3 separate regions of the Hordeum vulgare genome follow, and regions 1 and 3 are each linked to region 2. The links are chromatin contacts, called in public Hi-C maps. All regions are on one chromosome and are shown on one strand. The core of a region is the stretch at or near the end of the contact, and the rest is flanking DNA. Distances in the headings are between cores, read along the strand shown.

What was found. A called contact is a pair of places that touch in the nucleus more often than the background predicts.
Region 1: a Hi-C map of seedling shows a contact between it and region 2, with 2.4 times the contacts expected there. The contact joins the promoter of LOC123412968 here to the promoter of LOC123407733 in region 2. A contact is called at or near these places in 3 of 6 Hi-C or Micro-C datasets (leaf and seedling) and 1 of 1 datasets of contacts at active chromatin or transcription factors (embryo).
Region 3: a contact with region 2 is called in a Hi-C map of leaf, with 5 times the contacts expected there. The contact joins the enhancer-like site here to the promoter of LOC123407733 in region 2. A contact is called at or near these places in 2 of 6 Hi-C or Micro-C datasets (both in leaf) and 1 of 1 datasets of contacts at active chromatin or transcription factors (embryo).

The regions. Positions count from the first base shown.
Region 1 is chr7H:158,506,473-158,510,854 of MorexV3_pseudomolecules_assembly, forward strand. LOC123412968 reads left to right here and starts at 1,667. Exons shown (of 8, transcript XR_006613645.1): 1 at 1,667-2,913.
Region 2 is chr7H:158,291,090-158,295,490 of MorexV3_pseudomolecules_assembly, forward strand. LOC123407733 (alpha-1,3-arabinosyltransferase XAT3-like) reads right to left here and starts at 1,848. Exons shown (of 3, transcript XM_045100931.1): 1 at 1,501-1,848; 2 at 1,250-1,366; 3 at 1-909. The coding sequence starts at 1,621.
Region 3 is chr7H:158,152,057-158,156,924 of MorexV3_pseudomolecules_assembly, forward strand. No RefSeq gene overlaps it. Among protein-coding and RNA genes, the nearest start is that of LOC123412098, 11 kb to the left of the region's middle. Within about 2 kb of position 2,680, at least 3 of the 3 cell types and tissues checked have open chromatin away from gene starts, as enhancers often do. A contact at or near this core is called in leaf, where this site is marked.

The DNA of each region.
Region 1 (4,382 bases), core at 417-2,916, 220 kb after region 2:
GCTCCAGGGGCCAAAACCAAGGCTTCTGATGCATTAGGCCTTACAGCAGCCCATTCAAAGGAGTCTTGCTGATCCAGCCCATGCGTGTGATGCTGGTGACACGGGTGGCTCGATCCAGCCGAGAGATCGATGCTTCATCTGATTGAAACTGCTTCGCTCAAACATCAACAAGGCATTTACACTTCAGTTTCTATTCACACATTCGGTACTACTGCTCCCTCGTTTTTCTCGTTTGTGCTGCCGTGCTTGTGCGAGAAGCTAAATCGGTTGGAAACATCAAAGACAGCGAGGTGGGTGGCTACAGAAGTGCAACCGACGGTGGATGGTCGAACAACAAAGATGGTGACAATGATCGACTCGAAGGATATCTGCTCATGGTGAATGTGACAAATAACCTAGACGGAGATGATGAACGATTAAAAGAAGGAGAAACCCTTTTCATAGGCTCGTACGACGGTGGCGATGTGTATGGATTTTACGCGAGTCTTCTAACGACGACGGAATACACAAAGAGATTGAAGAAGATATCTACGAGGTGTCAACCAAGCGGTCCTTGTGAAACACATGGGAATAATAATGATCATAATCATATCCCAAACCAATGCACATGTTATTTTCTGACTTGTCGATTTAAGGTTACGAAAATATATTAAAAAACCACATAAATCAAACGGACATGGGAAATAGGGGACATGGGAAATAGGGAATACTCTCAGCCATGCCATCGAATGTTTTTTTTGAGGGGGAATAGATTTATATTCAAACAAAATTAGAAGCATCCCTTTTCTAAAATTTACTTCCTCCATTTTTAAACATAAGTTTTTTCAAGGTTTCACTATGAGATTCTCTCTCTCTATATATGTATATGCATATTTTAGAATGTAAGTTCACTCATTTTATTTCATATATGCTCCCTTCGTTTTTAAATATAAGTCTTTCTAGAGATTTTCTTAGGAGACTACATACGAAGTAAAATGAGTGAATCTATACTTTAATATATGTCTATATACATCCGTTTATAGTTTTCTATTGAAAATTCTTAAAAGACTTGTACTCCCTCTGTCCCTAAATATAAGTCTTTTAAGATGTTCCACTAGGAAACAACATACGGATGTATATAGACATATTTTAGAGTATAGATTCACTCATTTTGCTCCGTATGTACTCCCTCCGTTCCTAAATATAAGTCTTTTAAGAGATTCCACTAGTGAACAACGTACAGATGTATATATACATACTTTAGAGTATAGATTCACTCATTTTGCTCCGTATGTACTCCCTCCGTTCCTAAATATAAGTCTTTTAAGAAATTTCACTAGGGGTCTACGTACGGAGCAAAATGAATGAATATACATTCTAAAGTATGTCTATATACATCCGTATATAGTACACTAGTGAAATCTTTAAAAAAGACTTATATTTAGGAACGTAGGGAGTAGTATTCTAGTGAAATCTTTAGAAGGACTTATACTCCGTATTTAGGAACAGAGAGAGTATTTAAGAATGGAAAGAGTAGTCTTTTAATAAAATCTTAAAAAAACTTGTACTCCTATTCAAGATCGGGGAAAATAGTTGGGTTCCCGAGCATCTCACCATCCGGCAACATACATCGCGCCCAAGCAAAACCCATTCCGCGGGCCGGATTCCCCACCACTTACCCACCCCAAACCCTAGGTTTCCCATGGTGCAATCCGCACCCAGCTCCCCCACCGCCACCGCCACCGCCACCGCCGTCCCCGACGCCGACCACCCCACCCCGCCGTCCCGTCTCCTCTCGAAACATCGCCCACGACGCCGTGCAGCGCCCCCCCGCCCGGCCTTGCCGCCCCCTGCGCCCACGCGCAGCCCGTCCTATCTGAACCGCTGCCACTGCTGCGTCGCTCGCTTCCAGCCGCCGGCGCCGGGCGCCAAGCGACGTCCACTCCGTCCCCTCCGCTCCCTCTGGCGCGTCGTCCTCCTCTGTTCTGAATGTATCTCCCTCCTTCGCTCTGGCGCCGTCTGCTCCTACTGCCTCTCCCCCGACAACCTCTCGCACGAGGACTCGGCCACATGCCGCAGCTGCAACCACTGCGTCCACCACCACTGCATCCCTGCCGAGCACCGTACTGCCATGATCCAGCCTGTAGATTTGGAGAATTTCGTCTGCGTCGATTGCTGCCCCACAGTGAAGGTGGGTGGCAAGAAATACGTTCCTAATCTGGAGTTGGTCACCAGGGAGCCTAGTTCTGCAGTTCGGAGGAAGGGGGAGCCTGTCGCCGCTGCTAAGTTGAATTCGCCAAGGAAGGTGGTGGAGGAGGTGAGGCCAGCTTGGAAGGATGCGATGGCCCTCGTCCCTGTTGGTGAGGGGTCAGAGAGCAAGGGTCCCTGTGATCCGGAGCTGCCAGATGAGGCATTGGCTCTGCAGCTGCATTTGGCTATCAACGGGTCACCGAGGATTTCACGTTCTGGCAGTGCATCTCTATTTGTCTCGGCTGGACAGGGCAAGAGGCAGAACGGATTGGTTTATGGGAGGAAGGTGGTCAATGAGGATCTGGGGCTTTGTGTAACCAATATGATGGATCATCTGGACTATCTCGAGACCAGTGAAGAGATGGGAAGCAACTGGAATGCTAGTCAGGCTTTAGGATCTGACCCCACAGTCCCTGTGGTTCTTGCACTGGAGTGTAAAGGTAAACCCCCTCAGGAGAGTACGAGAGGTAAAAGGAAAGGTCCTCCCGCGACTAATCAACATAATAGTTTGGTGGAGTATAAGGTGGATCGGTATAAGAAGAAGTATAGCAAGAGGAAATCAAGTAAGCAGACATATGTTGAAAGCACTGGAAACAAGACCTTGCCCAATGGAAAGGACATGGATGTTGGTGAAGGTGGTGAGGGCATAACTCCTATGACATAGACCGCCGTTTCTTTTTGGAGGTACGAAGAATTTTTGCACTGTTTGTAACTATAGTTATATACTCCCTCCGTCCGGAATTACTTGATGCACAAATAGATAAAAATGGATGCATCTAGAACTAAAATACATCCAGATACATCCATTCCTATGACAAGTATTTCCGGACGGAGGGAGTATTCGCTTCCAGTAACTGTATCCTTTGCTGTCCTCTACATTGTTGTTCAGTTGTAGGCAAACAGCATCTACTACTTTGTTGGTAGCCAAAGCATAAATTATTTATTTGCTATTGAAAAGGCATGTACGCTTCAAAATGCCATTGCAAATATGGTGCGCCGATGCTAGCTAAATGAACTAGGAATTCATACTGTTCAGTAGTTGACTGGTTTGTGTGGTTGGTATATTTGTCCATATCAAGATATGCAAGAAAGCTTAGTATCTAAAAACCGAAGCAGTAAGCAGACCCTCATTTTGGAGGAACCCTTAGTCAGGTAGAATTTTGTGCTGCCTGATGCTCCGTCTAACAGTGAATCAGTTAGGACACGCCTGTACACTCATACATGTAAGAAAGCTAAGCTCCCTTGTGTCTCTGGCTCCTTAGCTCCCTGTCCGTTTATTTTCATAGAGCGGTGATCATTTTTGCATTTGTTGAACCTATTCCTCTTCAGCTGTTTGGGGAGCAAGCCCATCTGAAAATGATTTACCACTTCTAGCGTAACTGATGAGTAGAGTGTTTCGGTTACTGGAAGGGAATAGTGGCATTGCTTTTGTTGTATGTACCTGCATTCCCATTTTGTTGGTCATCTACCTCAGGTGTTGTGGATTTTAGTGTGTTTCATTAGTGCACCGGTAGTTCGAATGCAATAGAATTGCCATCAAGAAGGCCAAGGTCATGATCGTATCACAAGAGGAGATTGTTGGAAGGTTCTTGCATCAGTAGATAAATGGATGCGTGAGAGTCTTGTGGGAAATATTATTATAAAAGGATGTCTAAGATCAAAAGATGTTGGTTCCATAGGAGTTCATGTTGTGTTAGGAAAAGTCAAGGATAAGCATGTGCTGCTTAAGGATGTCATTTATCTATGTTTGAGCCAGGCAAGAAGAATTGATCTATTCTCACCCAATTATTTGCTCATGTAGCCTAGGCCTATACAATCACAACCAATGCCTACTAGTACCTTCAGCATTGTAGTTATACAAATCATGTTCCACAACATCCAGTCAAATATGTGCTGCATAATTGGATTGACTACCGGTAGAGTGAAATAATCAAATACAAATATCATTATCACAAAAAATGATGATTATGTCACACCTGGATTTCTATTACCACTAGTAAGTTGCCGGTGCCATGCTTCAGTACAAAAAAAATGTAACTAACATTAAATTTTATACTTGACTCGACCAAACTCAGTCTTTTAAATATGTTTAGTTGAGTTATATGTTTGTGCAGTGCAATTTAGGACAATAGACTGGCCTGACGTTTGTAGGA
Region 2 (4,401 bases), core at 598-3,097:
GCACGCCCACCATCACGTCGCACGAGTTCACCAGCCGCGCGAACTTGGACGTGTCGGAGGTCGTGTCCGGGTCCCCGATGCGGACGTCGAACCCCAGGCTCCCCGCCATGTCGGCCATGGCGCGCTCGTTCATGAACGCCCGCCCGCGTGAGGTGCGCCGGGAGATGATCAGCAGTCGGGGCCGGCGGCGGATGTCCCACCGGTCGCCGCTCGGCGTCGCAGTGGCGCGCTCCAGCCCGAACGCGTTGCGGAGCATCTTGCGGAAGTCCGCCATCGAGGCGCCCGACGGCGCCTTGGAGGGATCCACGCCCAGCTCCTTGTGGAAGGTCGGCCCGACCACGGCGCTCGGGTAGCACCGGACCTCGTCGTCGGCGTCGATGTCGACCACCTCGTACCGGCTCATCTGCTGGAAGATCTGGATGTACCTGCTCATCCACCACGACTTGTAGCTGCTCACCAGGAACTGGACCTCGCCGGCGAAGCGGTGGGCCGTGATGAAGGCCGGGATGAGCACGTCCGTGTAGTCGTGGAAGGGGTTGCCGGTGAACCCGCCCGTCGAGATCACGAAGGCGGTGGCCGAGCTGTTGGACGTGCACTTGGGCGCCGCGTCGTCGCCGGAGGGGAACGGCTTCAGAGACCACTCCTTGACGTGGGACAACGCGTAGGTATCGTGCTTCCGGCAGTACGGCCTGGTCTTCCATTCCCGCTCCAGCGTATCGATGTAGATGGTCTGGCTTCTCCCCACCAGGCGCACGTCGCCGGCTGCCTCGCAGGTGTCGGAGCGCCGACTCGTCTCGTAGCACACCGGCTTGCTGGCGTCAACGACCACGGCGGCTTTGGCTGGCCGCACTGTGGCGCCCACGGCCTGCTCGGTCTTGGGCTGAATTTCCTCCTCCTTGTCTTCCTCCACTGCAAGAAGAAAATCCAGTTCCTGGTGAGATCTGATGCCACCACCCTCTTCACCGAATTATTTAGAACGAAAATCTTCAGTGTATATCAGCGATAGTTTAGGACGAGCTGCTAAATCCGTGGATGGTTCCATTGTTCCTCCTCTCCTCTCCTTGTCTGATTTGAGGCTGAATCTCAGCTAAAATGGATATGATATTACCAAAAGAAAGCGGCCGGTAAAGAAATGCCAAGCAGATCTAGACACCCAACCACCCCCTGCATAAAGCAAGCGGCTTCCAATCCACTCACTAATCTTTCTAGACGATACACGCCGTGTACGAAGGCGGATAAGCTAGCTTACCAGCAACTGCGGCGGCCTCGTCGGCGCCATCGCCGGCCTGCGCGGCGACAGCCGGCTTGCTCGGCAACACCGGCTTCGGATCCTCCACTTTGATGGTCTCCACAACGGGCGTATTCCCTGCGGAAACGCAGTGAGACCATGAGAGCAGTCAAACAGCAGCTCTGACGCCCTCAGATTTGCTCCCACCACTGGCCACGCCTCTGCATAGTCAGGAACAAAAGAGAAAGAGCAGAAGAAAGCGATGGCGTTACCGATTGGGGAGAACCTTGCCCTGATGAGCGAGAGCGCGACGAGGGAGCAGAGCATGAGGGCCAGGAGAGCCACATTCCCGAACCTCCTCGGCTCGCCCCTCGCAGAGCTCCGGGACTTCATCTCCTCCGGGAGTAGGAGTAGTTCTTTGCTCCGCACAGGACCTCCACAGCCTTGCTATGCGACTCGAGCTGAGCAGCTGACGTGTAAATCAGCGGGGGATAAAGCGGGCGGCGGAAGCGGCGGCCACCGGCAGCGAGCCCGGTGGAGGGGGGAGAAAGGGAAGGAAGGGGAGGGAAGAGCAGAGCAAAAGCAGCAAAGGCAGCTGCTCATTTAGCTAGCTGGGGCTTGGGAACTGGAGTAGTAGTAGAACTGTTTTGTTTGGAAGTGCTCTGGTCGGTCGGTGTGTGCCTGCCTGCCTGTGCGCCACTGGTACCCAGCACGACTTTTCAGGGCGCCGTAAAATAGCAGCCGCTGCTTCGGACACGGTCATTACCGTGACTTCCTTTAGTTAGAGATAGTTTTATGGTGATAATTTTGTTGTCACCACTGTACCAGTGATCAGTTTTCTCGACACACGCTAGACGAGACTCTGTGGCGAGACGTTTCTGATCTCGCAGTGTCGGTGCCGTGTCAATGCTGGGGAGTTTGGACCACTGATTGGAATGGGCCTTGCAGCGGGAGTGCTGTAGGAGTACATGCTTTGGTACCGTTCAAACGCAGAATTGCTTCCAAAGCATCTTCAACAGCCGCGGTAGCTTCGTCGTGGTAGCAAAAAATCAAATTAGAGGGTGCTTGAATACCTTTTAATCCCATGACTAAAAGTAACGAGACTAAAACTTGTTAGCCTCATTCATGTTTGGATCTAAATACTAAAGAGATTAAAATCAAGTTAATGAATATTTATTATCCTCCAAACCCTTCAATCCAGAACTTGCATGAGGAGTTAAATAAGGAGAGAGAGGACTAATGCACATTTTAATAGAGGTACCCCTCACTAAAAGATTTTAGCCTCAAGACTAGTTTTAGCCTCTCTTTAGTCAGGGGTGCTTGAAACTTTAGCCTCTTAAAGAGACTAGTTTTAGTCTCTTGAATCCAAGCACCCTCTTATTACGTACGGGCCTGTATCGAATGCTTCAACAGACGCGTAATAATCGTGCGCACATGGTATAGTTGGTTCAGCGTGCGGAGAAAAATGGCATCGTGCTTTGCTTATGTCGCATGCCCGTTTTCGTGCATTGAACAATAACGATTCACGCGCGAGCGACCAACTGCGACCCAACCTCTTCGGCCGCCTCGCCACACACCGTCGACGATGAAATTCGACCGATGGAAGGCGGCGCCGACATCCCCCCACCCCTCCCTACACCCACGACCCCTTCCGTGAGGCAAAAAGGAGTTCATCAATATTTCCCGTGATGAAGTCTTGGTCCAAAAAAGATCCATGGCCATGGGTGGCTTCACAGGCATAGAAGGCTTGAAAACACGCATGGGAGGCATGGGTGGCTTCGGAGGTACCACGGGAGGCATGGGAGCATCTATGAAAGGCATGGGTGGCTTTGAAGCCATCATGGGCGGCATGCGAGGCATGGGGGCATGGGTGGCTTTGAAGCTATCATGGACGGCATGGGAGGCATGGGTGGCTTCGGAGCTACCGTGAGAGGCTTTGGAGCCATGAGTTTTGGGTCTCTCATGGGAGGCATGGGAACATTTCCAGGTGACATGGATGGATGCATGCCTTGTGGTGTGCCTCACATACCTTCGCATGAGGAGGAAGAATTGTCTTCATAAGAGGATGGAGAAGAGGAGGAAGAAGAGGATGCACGATAGTTGATGTGCCATTTGTTATGTGAACTTTTATTTGTCATGAACTTGATTGGATGATTTTAAACTATGGCATGCAATTGAACTATGTTATCTTGCTCCAATGCACACTTTTTATGTTTGTAAGATCATCATATTGTCAAATGCATATGTGTTGTTCATATTTACCAAACGCGGCCTGCTCACGCATGTTGCATTTTGCAGAGCGTGCTGGAGCTATAGCATCGTGCCATATTTTATAGCGCCTGTTGGAGCAAACGCTCCCCCACACGCTAAAAAGGCTATTTCAATGCTATGTATATTTTTAGCGCGCCATGCTAGCATGCGTCTATTGGAGATGCTCTTAGACAGGGAACTCCGAATCCTAGGTCCACAGACTAGGAAACCTAGCCGCCGCCGTCACCACAAGAACCGCTCCTTCCGACATCGTCTTTCGATGGCTCTCCTCCGTCGTTGACCTTTTGGTCGTCGCTGGAAGGGGGTTCGTCGGATGCCACATGTGCGGATCGTTTTAGTCTTTAGGTTTTAGGGTCCTACTGGATTAGATTTTTGGGTCGTTCGACGTTTTTGTTTCGGCAACGGCGATGTTCAACAATGAAGCGTTAGATTCATCCTCGAAGAGGCAATCGTTATTGTGGTCGGTGATGGATTTGGGAACTAGTTTGTTCAAACGAGGATGTCGTGGCAGCGATGGCATTCTTGTGGTGGACTTGTGTCGTCGGGCTCTGTTGTTGCGATGATGTTTGCTCCAACATCGGTGTAGAGTTTGGGTGGTAGTCCAAGAGCGTATGTAGCGTTTGCTCCAACGTTGACGCGAAGTTCGGGAGGTAGTCCAAGAGCGGATGTAGATTGTGTTCTACATCGACAATATCTAAAATACAGAACGTGTGCTAGGTTCGTGGTTGATGGCTGACTGGTATGGTTTCCTCTTTCGGCGTCGTAGTTGTGATGGGGTGCCAAATCTAGAGTTGTTGGCGTGTCTGTGGTGCTACTCTGGTCTGATTCGTTCAACAGTAGTGGTTTCGCCTTTGTTGAGCCATCTTGGAGGTCTCCAAAATTGTGTATGAGCGATGGAGTCT
Region 3 (4,868 bases), core at 1,430-3,929, 140 kb before region 2:
TTTCTAGCTTAGAGACACTCATGTAGTATGATTACCTAATTTTTGATCAATTGGGTGTCACCGTGGACGAGGTCCATGACCCAAGTCTGGTTTAGAAGGACCTCTCTCATCGATCCGTCTGTCCTTCTCGGGTGTTTGTATAAATAGGGAAGGATGTCTTGAGGTTGCCTGAATCTGCCCAGGACACGGACTATCAAGAAGCCATCATGAACATCAGTAGAGTTTTTTTTTTAAATGCGGTCCCTTAGGGCCCGATCCAATTAGAAAAGGTTGAATAGAGTTGTCCAGTTAATAAACAGATAACCGGGTTAAAACCGTCACAATGTGTCCGCTAAAACAAGGCACACAGGGCGACCTCGCAACCTACACAAGAACGCAGACACGCAGCGAGGGGGAAGAGCTCCGTCAAGGTTGCAATTTGGCGTCATCGTCATCACGCCTCCGCGAGGGCGACTCCGACTTCACCATCGTCGACCACCGATGTAGCCTCCACCACAGACGGGCGCAGAGGCCTGCGTCGGACAACGCCAAACAGTCCACCACACGCGCGGGCGACCACACAGCTTCGACTCTGTCGACGAGCATTGTACGATAAAAAAGTGATGGACCTGCGCCGAGCCAGCGCCAGAACCGATCGCCCGTCTCACGTCATTGTCACCGCAAGGCTCCTCCTCAAACAGCTTTGACTTCAGAAGACAAGAAAGGTACGACGACCCCTCGAACACGCCGGGTGAGACCGACTACTAGAACACAACAACAATTCCTACTCCGCTTGAAGCGGCCATCGTTGCTACACAAGAAGCCGCGCAGATCATCCACATTGTCGGACGGGCCTGAGCTGACCGCAATATCGCGAGCGTCTAGCCCATGGAGCGTGCAAACAAGATCCAAAGCTCTTCAACACGACGCCCCCAAGGAGGAAGCGACGATGCCGACGCCGTCATCTGTCCCAACCGGGCCTAAGGTTTTCACCCGAAGAACTGGATCCAAGGGTGTACAGGGAGAGAACTCCTTAACGGTGCCTCCAAGGAGGTGAGACGACATCCACAGACGTCGACACCGTCGGCCGGCAAGCTTTCGCCCATAGCACCTCCCAACACCACAACCCCACGCATAGCACCCCCGCTAGCCTACACGCCTCCCACGAAGCCATCACACCATGACCACGCAGAAGCCACCACAAACCTCGACGCCAGCCCGAAGAACCAGCGAGTCGAAGCCAGCGACACCTGCCATTTCCAAAGAGCTCCCAGGGCCGGATCTGGCCGGGGGCGGCAGGCCCACCACTACCAGGGAGCACCGCAGTAGAGGTCGGCCACCGGATCCAACCAACCCTTGCGACGAGCTGGAGCCTCGACATCACAAGGGCCCAGGCCCCACGCATCGAGCTGCGTGAGATCTGGACCAAACCCAGAGCCGCTGCCGTCGAGATCGGGGCATGCCCCTCAACCGCATCAGCCACTCCACGCCACCGCATGCAGCCCGCGCCCCCGCCGCCAGCTACCTCCGCCCGATCCAGACGGCCAGCACCATCCAACGTCCAACATGTCGTCCCGACGACGAGGGAAGGGAGCTGCAGGGAGGAAGGAGGAGGAGGGCGCTAGCCCCCCCCCCCCCCCCCCCGAGCGCTCGCGGAAGCGGCACGGGAGGGCAAGGGGAAGGGGGAAATCGAGCATCAGTAGAGGTACTCGTAGTTTATATGCTAGTATTGTCAAAGATATCAAAGCGTCACCTTATCAGTTTGCGGCTTGCTCCTTCATATTTGAGGGACACGATTTTTATATCAAGGCACATAGTCTCGCTAAAAACGTTTTAGGCATTTTTTACGCTATTTGTGCCTTCTTGTTACTCCGTACCTCAATTGTATCCTTGAGGCCATTTTGGCTATTGGGAGCATATACTTTCTCATAAATAATAAATTCAAAACAAATATATTTAAAAAAACTGCTTTTCATGTGAATGTTTATCTTATTCTAACAAGTGAGTTTGACATTTTTTTATGCAAAACGGGGTAGTGGTACGTCGATGGTGAAAAAAAAGTAAATCTAACATTTGTAGGTAACATTTGATGTTTTTTTTTGCAGAGCTCAAACTGCTTAAGATTTTTCATTAAAAATTCGCAGGTAGCATTTGAGTGGGACAAAGAACACATCTTTTTTTATTTTACTTTTTACATTTGCAAAAAATAAAATTGATGGACAGGAGCATATGCTCTCCAAAGCCGAATTGGATTTCCCAAACTACCTGCATATAACTGGAGCCATCGCATTCGCTCCTTCAATACAAGCAGATTAATGCACACGACATAAAAAGTATTAACAAGTAGCTTAGCGGTCCGTCTGGACTCTCGAGTTTGTCTGTAGTTTTCAGTCCAGCGATTCAGATAAGTCAAGACACCCACGACCCACGACACCTCTCCACCCGAGGCTACTAGCTAGCTAGCCCAAGACAAGCGTAGTCCGTCCCTTGGCTCGCGCGGCGGTGCGCGAGCACGAACAACATCATGGCGTCTTTTTCCCTTGGCCAGTGCATGGCATCACGTGTCCCGCGCTCCGACGGGCGGCACGGCACGGCAGACCGTCTCGCGGGTTCCTCCCTGCCCTCGGTGCGGGACAACTGGGAGACCCGACGAGCTATCCACGGTTAACTATCGGAACCACGCCGGGGAGAATCGGCAGTCTGCCAGAACACAAATAAACAATCTGCAGCGTGGCGGAACTCGCGGGTCGTAGCAGCAGCACAGCGCTGGCCCGTGCGCTTCATCTGTTCATTTTGGTTTCCGCTGACAAAATGTCTGCTTTGAGGGCTTTCCTTTCCGCTTTTGCCTTTTGCCGTAGGACAACCTTTTCTATTCAAAGGGCGAGAGACGGCCTTTTTGTTTTGGTTAACGCTCTGTTTAGAACAACTCACATTATAACAATTTAATTTTTATAATCTATACTGTCTCCAAACAAAATAAATTATGTTGTATATTATAAAAATTAGATGGGTATATTATTAAAAACTCACAATCTACTTCATCCGGATAAAACCAGATTATGAATTACTAATGATTCATTATCTTTGTGAAGTTTGAGGTAATTACTAATTTTTATGACATCCTCCTTTTTTCTCCTCACCGTACGCACAAGAGAGACATGTCATTATGTAATGTAAAACCTGGATTACAGTTTACATAATATAGCCTCTAAACATGTCCATCTTAATTATTTTTATAAACCTGATTATATAATCTATCTTCATAATCCAAATTATCATAATCTATTATGATTTCAAACAGAATCTAAGAGTCCTATCAGGGCATCTTCAATGGTCGTATGATCATCGTTGATAAAATTGTCACATAGATGATTTTAATGACATGATATATAATAAAAGAAGAGAGAGAATGAAACCGTATGAACTTGAAGCAACGGTTCATGCACAAGCTCTGAGGCAAACATGATTATTTCTTCAACATTTAATGGATCCACTTAGTTATTTTACATACTCTTAACATACACACTATTGAAGAGCTTGTATGATGTACTGTTGGTTGATGATGTGGACACTTATACCAACGATTGAACATACGGATTATTGAGATGCTCTCAAGAGAAACTGATTTATCGACTTCAAGTATGGACTTGAGTCCACAAAATTGCGTGCCCTCTTCCCACTCATCCCCACCTCGCCCTTCCCCTTTAATTTTACCCATATTTATTTTTCTTTCACGATATATTATAACACTAATCGTTGTAGAATTGAAGAGCCAAGATTTTGTTGAGATTTTTAATTAATAATGTGGCATCCAATTTTAATCGGTTAACAATTTCTTAAAGCGATAATCTTAGACGTACGGACCCTTTTACATGGTTGTCACTGAGCCTTTTTTAAATCTATGTGCCACGTGAATTCCCACACGGGTGGCTCGCCTCACTCGTCTTCTCCCTAATTCCCCTTTAATAGATATCTCCAAGACTTCTATTAAAATTGGATCACCCGATTTTGATCGGGTCAACAATTTCTCAAAACATTTTCGTTCAAATCTTTAGACAAATACACTATGCTTTTTAATGGGTTTGGTTTACGATTTTAACCGAAACAACATTTTTTTCAAATGAAACAACAACAACCGATCTATAAAACATATCAATTATGCTAATGTAGCCGTCGACGTAGAAATTTTCAAACATATATAAGGTTGGTTAACATATAATATAGAATCACACCACGAAAGGTCCATCAAATTATCGAATTATAAATAAAAATAAAACACATTATGTCATGTTGCCCACAAATCAAACAAAATATTCCATCAGTTTCAGAATACAAGGGGCATTTGTCTTTTGGAAAGTTAAATTCTTCAACTTTGACCAAGTTGAGAGCAAAAATATCGACATTCACAATATTAAATAAAAAATTTGAAAATTTTAAAAAGTGATACACATTGTATTTTAAAACAGAGTTATTAGGTTTTTTAATCTAACGATGTAGCAAAGCGCGCCCAATCCTTCTAGTAATTCTTAAATCAATATCGAATCACCCTCAAATGCCCCAAACGAACCACTTAATCAATCCAAGAGCGGTCACCAAATTTTTCGGGACCGGTCTCGTTGTCCAAAATCCCCTAAACCTGCATCAAACTGATGGAAGGTTTGTGGCCGTTCGCCTATTCGACTGTGACACCCTGGCCCAACTCCAAAGACCTCTTTCTTCGCGTCATTCTGAATCCCGTTCGCACATTCAGAGTGGATGAGGCCAGTCGGCTACACACATTCACGTCGGGTGACTAGTCGTACGCCTACCTGGCATTCACACGGGGGCAGAGCTCGAGAAGTCAACTTCGGTGTTCTGTATTTAACCTCGTGCTCAGCTTGCCCGAGCTA